2 separate regions of the Drosophila melanogaster genome follow, and region 2 is linked to region 1. Evidence: chromatin contacts called from public Hi-C data. All regions are on one chromosome and are shown on one strand. The core of a region is the stretch at or near the end of the contact, and the rest is flanking DNA. Distances in the headings are between cores, read along the strand shown.

Region 1 (5,313 bases), core at 115-2,614:
CACTTACCCTGGTATTATTCCTCTCCGCCTTGAGCTCCCCAATCTCCTCGTCACGTTCCAAAAGGGTCTCCCGCGCTTGCGTCAGCTCCTTGGTCAGGGTGGCAAACTCCTAGAAAGATCAGGAAAAGATTTTAGGTAAACTGCGGTATCAGCATGCAGAGGCCACTTACTTGCGGCAGATTAGCGTTAATCTGTCGCTGCAGGCTGTCCCGCTCCTTCTCGACGTCACGCAGCTTGTTCTCCGTCTCGTTAAGCCGCTCCTGCGCCTCCCTCAGGCTGTCCATCAGCTTGTCCCGCTCGTCCAGCATGGAGACCATCAGCTGCTCAAAGTTGGCATCCTCCCCGCTAAACTGCGAGGAGCGCTGCGAGATGCTATCCTCGGATATCGTGGGCATTACGTCGCACATCATGTTCCACATTATTTAGTTGGGGCCGCCAGACTGTGCGAGACAGAGAGGGGAATAAAGGTTACAGGATTTTGGCTGTAGGTACATTTTGTGCGGAGATTGTACCACTATCGCTGTTACCGAAGCACAAAAACTAGACGCGTTTTTCTAAAGTTTCTTGAATTTGATCCTTGATCATAAATGAATTGGCGTGATTGAATTTTTGTCTGTGATTCCGCATATGGGAGATACTTAATGCTGTAGCTTCTTCTGCATAAAATCAAATTCTTTATGTTAATTGAATTTATAAAGTAAATTCAATTAATTCATACAAAATGTCCATTCTATGGAGTCCGGATATTTTACTACACACACACACGTTCGCTAGCCATTCCAATTGAAATACCCAGCATAGTGGGAGAAACATGTCTAATGAGACTTATCATAGGCGCCGCATTGATAACAAGTTTTCTACACCAACACATACGCACACTGTCGCAGGCGGGGGCACACGCACGGCATACACACTCACACGCGCACGCACACAGGCACAGTACTTTTTCTCTTTCGCATAACTGGCATATTTTGTGTGCCTAGGTGTGTCGCTGTCGCATTTTGCAATCACATATACCCGAAACAGGGTTAAACGAGCAGCAGGTGCGAGCTTACGCCGCTTTTAAATGCGTTCCAATGAGTTTTTCACCTGAAATTTCGGTTTAGTGGGACGGCGTTCGTGTGAAAAAAAAGAGGCTGCGAGAAAATCGCCTCGTACTCCTCGTTACGCCGGAACACGTACCCCGATCGATCGCACGGCGGCTGGGCAGCAGCAGCAACAACAACTCTGGCCGCTTTTTGCCCTTCGCATAGGTGTCCCGGCTGCTTTTAATTAAATAAACCGAATTCCAAATGGATTTTTTAACGATGAGAAACTGGTCAGTGTTACCAGATGGCAAAACGGCTAAAATCCGTAAACCAACCCTGGTTCTTCACTACAAAATGTACTACATTTCATGAATTTTTTCAGTGGTTCTATTTCGTCCAAAAAATATAGAAGTAAAATGTGTTGTTTTAAAGTTTTTGTGGCAGTCTATTTATGTTCAAAGCTAAATTATATGCAAATATTATTGCCGATCAGGAGTTGCCATTTGACCTATCGTCAAGTATTAGAAAAATGTGTACTAAAACTAATGCTGCCACACCGCACAAAGAAAACCATATCTAACAAATATTCAAACTACATGTAGGCGCACAACTAGACAGTCAAAAAAACTTATCACTTTTATCTGAAATTATTTTGTAACTTCCGTCATTTAAATGCAATGCTTCAACAGCTACACATGTTTTTGAAAAAATTACATTGTTATGGTGCCTTACAGACAAACATATTTAGTATTTATTTATCTTAATTAATTTGCAATTCGCTTTACAGCGATTAAATTATTCGATAAGAATCATTGCTCTTATACGAGCTCATGTGTTATCGATGCTTGGAAGCTAATAAATAAATCATCGATGGTGTTGAGCCAGTAAAAACATCGATAGCACCATACAAACATCGATTTTGGTTCCAGCTCTAGACATTTGTGTTTTATTTTTTTTAACCGTGAAATTCATAAGTAAAACCGACTAGCATTGGTATAAACTGCTGCGGAAGCACTCAGTCAGCGCCAAAGAACGAATACAATGGGGTAAGACCGATGGGCGCGGCCAAACCGGCCTAAACCTGCCGTTTTTACTGTGGGAAAAATCGACGCCGAACTAGCTGACATCTCCCCCCTATGATGTTGTTGTTGTTGCTGCCGTTCTGTGTGTAGCGGGCGGCGTAAATACATACATATATATGTACACAAACATACACCTACACACGCACACGCGTGGGCAGGCCAATTACATGTGTGTGGGTGTGCAGGTGTGTGTGACTGTGCAGGTGTGTGCGTGCGTGTTTTCCGCCCGAGAATCAAAAATCACAAGCAAGGCTGCGGAAAAGGCTTAGCACATAATGCAATTTAGTCGGCGGTCGACAGTCGCCAGCGATAACGGGAAGACACAAGTTATAGAGCTCAGCGAACGATGTCGGCGGATAGGTAATAGATAAGATATATATATGTATATGTGTACAAATAAAGGCACTGGAGGCTACCACGGATACGGAATTGATTTGATGGGGGCCCTGCGCCCCGCAACAAACTGTCATTGCATCAGGCCAGATCGCAAAAAACAAACATATATCGACCTACTTTATCAAATAAGGACCACGAGGATTATCCTGGGACTTAAGGACTACTAATTATAAATGCATTACACAGTGCCTGTTGACTAATAAACCACAGTAAAAGAATGCTTTGCCATAGTTTACTCACACGAGCACAGAAGCACAATTTATTGCCTGCTCTAAATGGAATTTTTAATTAATCACACGCTTGTCGCTTTAATCCCTTTATGACCCTTAGCGAACAACCGATTTTCACCTGCCAGGCGCACGTCTTCCACATCGATCCGAAGACGAAGCGCACCTGGATCACGGCCAGCATGAAGGCGGTCAACGTTAGCTTCTTCTACGACAGCTCGCGAAATCTGTACCGCATCATCAGTGTCGAGGGCACCAAGGCGGTGATAAACTCGACGATCACACCCAACATGACCTTCACCCAGACCTCCCAGAAGTTCGGCCAGTGGAGCGATGTGCGGGCAAACACGGTGTACGGCTTGGGATTTGCCTCAGAGGCGGAATTGACCAAGGTGAGTGGTTAGCATATGTCTCACATATTTATATACTAATCATATCGCTCAACAGTTCGTAGAGAAGTTCCAGGAGGTCAAGGAGGCCACCAAGAATGCCATGAAATCGGCCAACGGATCGAATGCCGTCACGCCCACCACCTCGGCGAACACGTCGCCCATTTCCGGGAGAGCTGTGGGCTCCATGCAGAACGACAACACAGCCATCGATCCGCACACTGTGGAGCCGCCCAACATGAGCAACACGAATACCCAGAACGCCAATCCGGACAGTCCTTCCCACAAGCTTCTAAATACCAGCGATGTCAAGGCGGACATCGGATCGGCCACGCCCTCGCCGCAGCCCACTTCAGGGGTAACTGGTGGCGGTGGAGTGACCATCTCGTCTGGCGGAAGCATTGTGGGCATGCACACGGGTCCTGGAGCCGGCGCCACCGCCGAGCAGCAGCTTAAGTACGAGAACGAGCGTCTGAAAATGGCACTGGCACAAAGGTAAGCAAAGCGTTGACCGTCATTGGCTCAAGGCAATAATGCCTTCTTTTCAGCTGCGCCAATGCCAAGAAATGGGAAATCGAGCTGGCTACCTTGAAGAACAACAATATACGGCTGACTAGTGCTCTTCAGGTAAGCAATAAGATAAGCTCACATTTATTGAAACTGATCGTTTTTGGCCTTTTTCTCCCAAAGGAATCAACTGCCAATGTAGACGAATGGAAGCGCCAGCTGCACACTTACAAGGAGGAGAATATTCGCCTCAAACGAGATATGGAGCAGCTGTGCGTGGGCGGCGGGGTTGTGGCTGCAGCCGGAGGAGGCGCCACAGAGGACGAACTGCGTCGTGAGGTGGCCACGCTCAAGGCGCGGACAGAACAACTACAGAAGGAACTTATGCAACAGGAACTTGAGCTTAAGTCGGCCAATATTAGCCTACGTGAAAAGTCCAATGACCAAACGGTGGGTAAAGCATAATAATCATGTTGAGTAATTTGCTAATGAAACTTTGTTTTTAGCTTGCAAAGTTGAGTGAGGTGAATGGTGTGTTTGCCAAGCATCTTTCGGAGTTGTATGGGGTGCAGAAGGATATGGAGAGTCTTATACAAATTGCCAAGTGCACTTGAGACACAGAGTTGGCGTTTATGCGAAAGGTTTGCGGCACATTGCCTTTTGAGTTTCGTCTTGTTGATTGGCGTTCTTTACAGGTTTCAGTGCAGGAACAGACTACAATGATTAATACTACAACGACATCATCGACAACAACAGGAAGCACGACAAGTAAACGTTATTTAAGCAACTTTCCAACCGCAGAGGCCGAGAGCACGCTCTCCAACGTCACCTCGATACACACTCAGCTGCAGTCGTCGCTTTACGAGACTCAGAACATGCCGCAGCTGAAGGCCTTGGACAAGCATTCGGCTTTGCTCCAAGAGCTTCATCAGCGGCAGGCGGCACCCAGGCGCAACTCAGCCTCTGCGGAAGCTGCTGCAGCCGGCTCTGGTGGAGCCAAAACAGCCACCATACTCGTTTCCAAATCAAAAACCAAAACTGGGCTGCCCCTGTTGCTGAAGAATTCCATTAACAATTAGAGAAATCCCAAAAAGAAAAACAAATATCGCAGGTAGAGAGAATTTATTCAGTGGCATTTTTGTAATCTTTATATTGGTAGTTTGTATACAAGGACAACGTTAAGAGTCAGCCATGGTACTTCCCCAATCCCCACGCACCCCCTCTTTTTGTTAACATTATTGGATATTTGTGTTTCCTTATCTCAAATTGAATGTATACCTATGCCCAGTATTTCGTCAAAATTCTTCGAGTCCTTGTGACACTGATGTAGGTCCAGATTGATTGATTCTCGTGCGCAGTAAAGTGCAATATACATTTATCTCTAGTATGTAAATGTAAACGATGATATTATGTGCTCTATACACTTTCAGCTGATTGTTAATTAATTTTTAATAAGAGCTTGCGATCGAATATAACCCGAAACTCATTTCCCAAAGAGAAAACCCAAGCATTTCTATTGAACAAAAGTCACAAAGATTATTTTATAAATGTGTCGAACTTTTTATAGTATTTTTAGATGGAACCTTTTGTATTCTCTAAATCATAGGCGTAAAATTTAAAAACTTATTTATTGAATTGTATTTCGACTCCATTCTATGTCAAATCCGCATCATCACAATGCTCC
Region 2 (5,073 bases), core at 2,539-5,038, 63 kb before region 1:
CATTGATTAAATTGTACCACACTATTACAACATAACATAATAGCAAACACAATAACAAGAATCTCCGATTAACAAGAATCTCGGTATCAGAGGTGTGTGAGGACGATAAGTCTCGTCTAAGACAATCCTACCAGAGGCAAACCACCAGATGTTGTAGTGAAGATTGTGAAAGGTTCAGATTTTCGAATGTCATTAAAAATCCAAATTATTTAAACTTGTTTTCCGCGTTATAAAGCATACAAAATATATATTCAAGACTTGCAACGCCTATAAACATACAAATTTTGAATTCCAATAACTTTTTATGCACTTTACGATGAAAGTTAGACGTAAGATTGTAAAGCTAAACCACCAAGATGGGAACTCAATGGACAGGATGGAACTAAACCAGCCTGAATCTCGTTTGGCGCTGACCAGTAAATTTGGCGCTGACCAGTAAATAGTAAATCAATCAAATGCAACAAATTTACAGCAATTAATCCAAACTGCCATTTCCAATGAATTAACAAACGAATCCCTAGATATTACAAATTTATAAAGAAAATTTAAGAATCATTTTTGAGTCTGCCGCTATGTAACATGTAACCGAAAACAGACCAATTTTGTCTACCAAAAATCTAAATATTTACAGCTAGCTTCAGAATTTACCATATTTATTAATAACTTAGTCAAAAGTGAAGCCTATATACATATACATCACATTTTGATAGACGACAAAAGTGCAACATTTGGAAAACAGAAAATCGTAACTTCGGTTAACTTGTAAGCTTATGATATAATAATTGCGAAGATTGAAATTTAAGGAAATAAATTGAGACGGCTAAGAGACACAAAACACTTTCAATTCCTTTTCAATAAAAATCAAATGAAAGTAGTCAGAAAAGCAAATCCGTTTTATTTTTAATACACTTGGCGATATATTGACACAAGATTACGATAGCAAAATCACAAAAAAGATGTTGCTATACAGTTTCTCAAAATTATCAGATGGGGCATATGACATACTTTAGGATTTACGTAAACACTGATGTTTGCCCTGTAGGGTGATAAGATAACGCTGATAACACTATATCACAACCATCTCAGTCGTCACTTGACAATGGTCAGCCGCTGGCTGATAAATATACTTAAAGCCAGATCGATTGGCTTTTATTTATATATAATACGTTTTGTAGGCGCGCGGTCACATCGGTTTTTATCAGTCCGAATAATAAGTCTTCCAATTGCGTCATTTAAAATCATTAACGGAGCGCTGCTGTTTGCCTTTTGATATTGTTTATTTTTAAAATATCGAGTGAAGAGTATAAGCCGGCATATGAATATGATTATCACATTTGCCCTTCATTTACAATCTTGTTCGCTGCAGATTTCTCTTTCAGTGATCTATAAAAAATTCCTTAATTAGAGCGCAGAGACAGCAGTTTTCGATTATGTTTAACTTTTGCTTATATTCTCTGAATTTGCTAAAATACTTCTGTGACGTCAGAAGATCGACGAGGAAAATAGATTACTGGAATTTTGTATTCCAACTGTTTGACTTTTCCACTTATTATCGTATGCACAAATATGCCAGCAATGTACATTCGCTAATTGAGAGCTAATTAGCTGAATGACAGACCATTGTCCACAGAACCTAAGCCATGTAGCTGCTGAAATCAGTTGATAAATAAAAAAAAAAACCAAAGCCCATCCTCTAATGAGGAAGTTCTACGAGATTTAAAGATCGACACGCACACAGCAAAGTCTGAAAAATCGGTTTGGACCAGGATAAACTGGTTGGAGATATGCGGGAGATTTGAGGGAGTTCAGATGAGCAAAAGAGAGAGAGTCCAACAAGGCAGTTACTTCGACAGTTGACCGTTAAATGGATATAACCGGTCAAATCCAATTGGGCAATGTATGAAGTTACAGTATGTAGACTTACTTATCACCGGTAAATTATATACGTCATTCAAGAGGTATTTGTTCGTCATTTAGCTAGTTGAATGCACCCCTTAAGGGATTCGCAATTTTATTCTAGCCCGTGATTGCAGCTAACCAAATTATCATAGTTATTAAAGACCCATTTAGGATTAAACACCTCTCGTCTGACAACCCAATAAACCGAGATGCAGGAATTGCGCCTCACAATTGAGTTGACTCCACAACGTAGCCACCCTGGCGTTTTCAAGTGTCATTTAATCAACTTGTGATGATTACAACGATGGAGCACCGAGATACAATAACATAATGCCGTGGCCATTTATCCGTGCATCTCCATGCCCACAATCAGCAGCAACAGTCTAAGAATGAGGAAAATTGGCAATGGCAACCCATTGTTGGGGGAGTTGTGGGTTCATGTGGCAAGGGGCAAGGGGGTTGCCATGCAGAAGGAAGTGCACATTTAAGGGAATTAATCAACTCGAAAGTTCTTGACACTTGGCAACGCTTTAAACACTCGACAAAAAATCCTCGTAAATTTTCTACCATTTTCCCTAAAGATAGTGCTTATGAGGTTCTTTTTGAAATTCTTAAGCCATTATATGCAAATAGTTATGGAATATAAGAGTAAGAAACAGTTTATTTTTCTCAGTGCAGCGTTAGCATTATCCAGATGCTGATGACGACGAACCATGATTGAGGAACAATAACAAAGAAAGTTTTCCCGATTTCCGCGTGGAAATTTCCGAAGCACAGAGCGCCCAAAAAACTGATCCACCCGTTTGGGGAGAGCGTGGAAAAGCAAAACAAAGCGCAGTACAACACAGCACGCCAGCATAATGAGAGTAACAATGGTGGTGGCGATTGTTAGGGGGAGGGGCGTGGGTGGAGTGTGTAGTGGAGCCAATGTACTCAACTCTCCGCGCATGTCAACGCCAGAGTGGGAGAACGGGAGATAGAGAGAGAGAGTGCGACTTGTGCTAGTATGCGTGTGATTTTCTTTGTGCTTTGTATTTTAATATTTATAAAGCAGGAGCGTATCACATTCTTAGAGGGTGAAGTGCGGTCTAGGCTCCACAGCCTTTGAATGCAAAGCACTTAGCTGCACTGGCGAAAATTGCATGGCCCAAGCAACTGCCCTCGGGTGTGTTGTTGTCTGGCCACTGTCTGCACTCAATCATTTATTCTATTTGCGTAGCCAGCTAAGGAGATGGAGAGAGATAGAGAGAACATTAAGAGGTAAAACACACACGAAACCCCCAGCTCACACACACTCACACCTTAGCCACATAACCTCCCCCCTGGTCCAACGCTTTTGCTTTGGCCTTTTTCATGTTGCTTGGCAAAGTGTCGAATACGTTCAACAGCTGTCGACGTCACACTGCAAGAAAATTGACCCTAGATACGTGGAATGCTTTTTTGGGTCACGTTTCGTATACCCAATAACATCTGAGAGTTTAAACAAAGACGTCAGCCCACATTGCGGATGAGTAATGTCCTGTAGGAATCGCTTGCAACAGAATTCTTTCTAAGATATCACTCACATGAGCTTGAAATGGGAAACCAATGCGTTATTAGACTGCTTAATATCGGAAATAATAGAAATACCTACATATCTTGACGATCTTAAGAGTCAATTTGGTCAGAAAAGTCTTCTTTGCTTTTTACCTTAACTATTTATCTGAAAATGTACCCCGTTTTCCTCAGTGCTCAATCACTCTTATCTTGAAGCTTTTGTTGCGAGAACGCAAGAGATAGAGAGAACGAGAGAGAAAGAGCGAGGCGCGTGGTGAGCCTGTGTGAGTGTTGAGGGGCGAAGAACACTGGTGCTGAGTTTTCGCCTTGCTGGGTGACTTGGGGCTGCGTTCGGTTAGTTGGTGATCTTTCGCCGAGAGCGCAACACGCAGCACGCATCGCCATTCGCAGTCGCAGGAAGCAGGGAAACCAAGAGTTGGCAACAACTTCTCGTGGCTCCCAGCCCGTTTGTTTGTGCTTCTGATTCGGCTTATTTCGCCCAAAATCGGTTCTAACTTATTTTCCTAACTCTAAGACCAGTCGAGCAGTCGAGGCGCAAATAATTGCATAATTACACGTTTTTCAAAAATATTCAAGAGTACTGCGAGTGCGAAAATAAATGAGAATTCAGTTTCGAGTCTGCTGAATCATCGCATATACACAGCACAACGTATACATAAATCAGTTTTCGTAGCCTTCGCGCCGTCCACGTCATCAACGAAAAGTATAAACCAAATTTTCGAATCGAATCGAATACTGAAAAGCTAACCGTAAACAAGTGCGAAAGAACAGCGCCGCAATGTCAAAGAATAACGGAAAGGGCGCCAAAGGCGAATTCGAATTCCCGCAGCCAGCGAAGAAGCAAACCTTCTCGGAAATGATCTACAATCCCCAGGAAGGCACCTTCTTCGGACGCACCGGAAAAAGTTGGAGTAAGTTCTTTACAACTCTACTGAATAACAAACAAAATCAGTAGACAACTTCAAAATGAATGCCTGAAAAAGATTAAGAATTAGGTTCCATCAAGAGGATAAGACTAAAACCACTGTGAGTCATTTCTATTCTATCCATTGAGTCTGTTTGTGGTTTTTAAATACATACATTTAACATTTTAGAATTAGTTTTAACTCGAAAAATATATAATTTGAATGTTTGAATGCTAGTTCCCAAATTTCCATGCAGTATAGGCACTCCAGTACTTATCTGCATGCCCCTCCGATGAGATATCTGCATCCACTCCAAGCTCCAAGCACATAGAAACAAAAATGCGATTGTTTATTGTATATAACTAGACACTTGTCCGTCATATGGTAATGGAAACTATATATGAGGAGCGTGCGGTCGTATTTACAGGCTTATCAGTCGATTTGGCGAGTCATAGTGTGGGAAACGGGATGAGGTAAAGAAGCAACTACGGAAATCTCCGTTGCGGTGTCTCGAAAATGTTTAGTCAACGCCATAAAATAGATAAACTCATTACGAGACAACATGATGAAGTGGGATTTCTTAAGGCAGTCATAAAAATATTATTAAGAAATACAATCACCTTGAGCAACCGCTGGCAATGTGATAATGGCTAAGTGAAAAGAATCTAGAAAGTTTTAGAATCGAACATTAAACATATGTGTGTTCATTTGG

Evidence for each region. Hi-C and Micro-C count contacts between places; a contact is called where the count stands out from the background.
Region 2: a Hi-C map of the Kc167 cell line shows a contact between it and region 1, with 4 times the contacts expected there. The contact joins the promoter of nrv1 here to the promoter of Liprin-alpha in region 1. A contact is called at or near these places in 66 of 107 Hi-C or Micro-C datasets (the Clone 8 cell line, the D17-c3 cell line, the Kc167 cell line and 22 more) and 5 of 6 datasets of contacts at active chromatin or transcription factors (the Kc167 cell line and the S2 cell line).

What each region holds. Positions count from the first base shown.
Region 1 is chr2L:6,719,954-6,725,266 of dm6, reverse strand. Liprin-alpha (Liprin-alpha,) reads right to left here and starts at 1,364. Exons shown (of 15, transcript NM_001273224.1): 1 at 1,183-1,364; 2 at 878-1,089; 3 at 171-440; 4 at 8-109. The coding sequence starts at 419. homer (homer,) reads left to right here and starts at 1,908. Exons shown (of 7, transcript NM_001273221.1): 1 at 1,908-2,074; 2 at 2,837-3,125; 3 at 3,181-3,617; 4 at 3,671-3,749; 5 at 3,813-4,079; 6 at 4,136-4,270; 7 at 4,325-5,313. The coding sequence starts at 2,070. The coding sequence ends at 4,243.
Region 2 is chr2L:6,785,576-6,790,648 of dm6, reverse strand. It overlaps nrv1 (nervana 1), which reads left to right and starts at 3,788. Exons shown (of 4, transcript NM_057819.4): 1 at 3,788-4,367. The coding sequence starts at 4,235. It overlaps nrv2 (nervana 2), which reads left to right. Exons shown (of 8, transcript NM_057820.4): 8 at 1-879. The coding sequence ends at 10.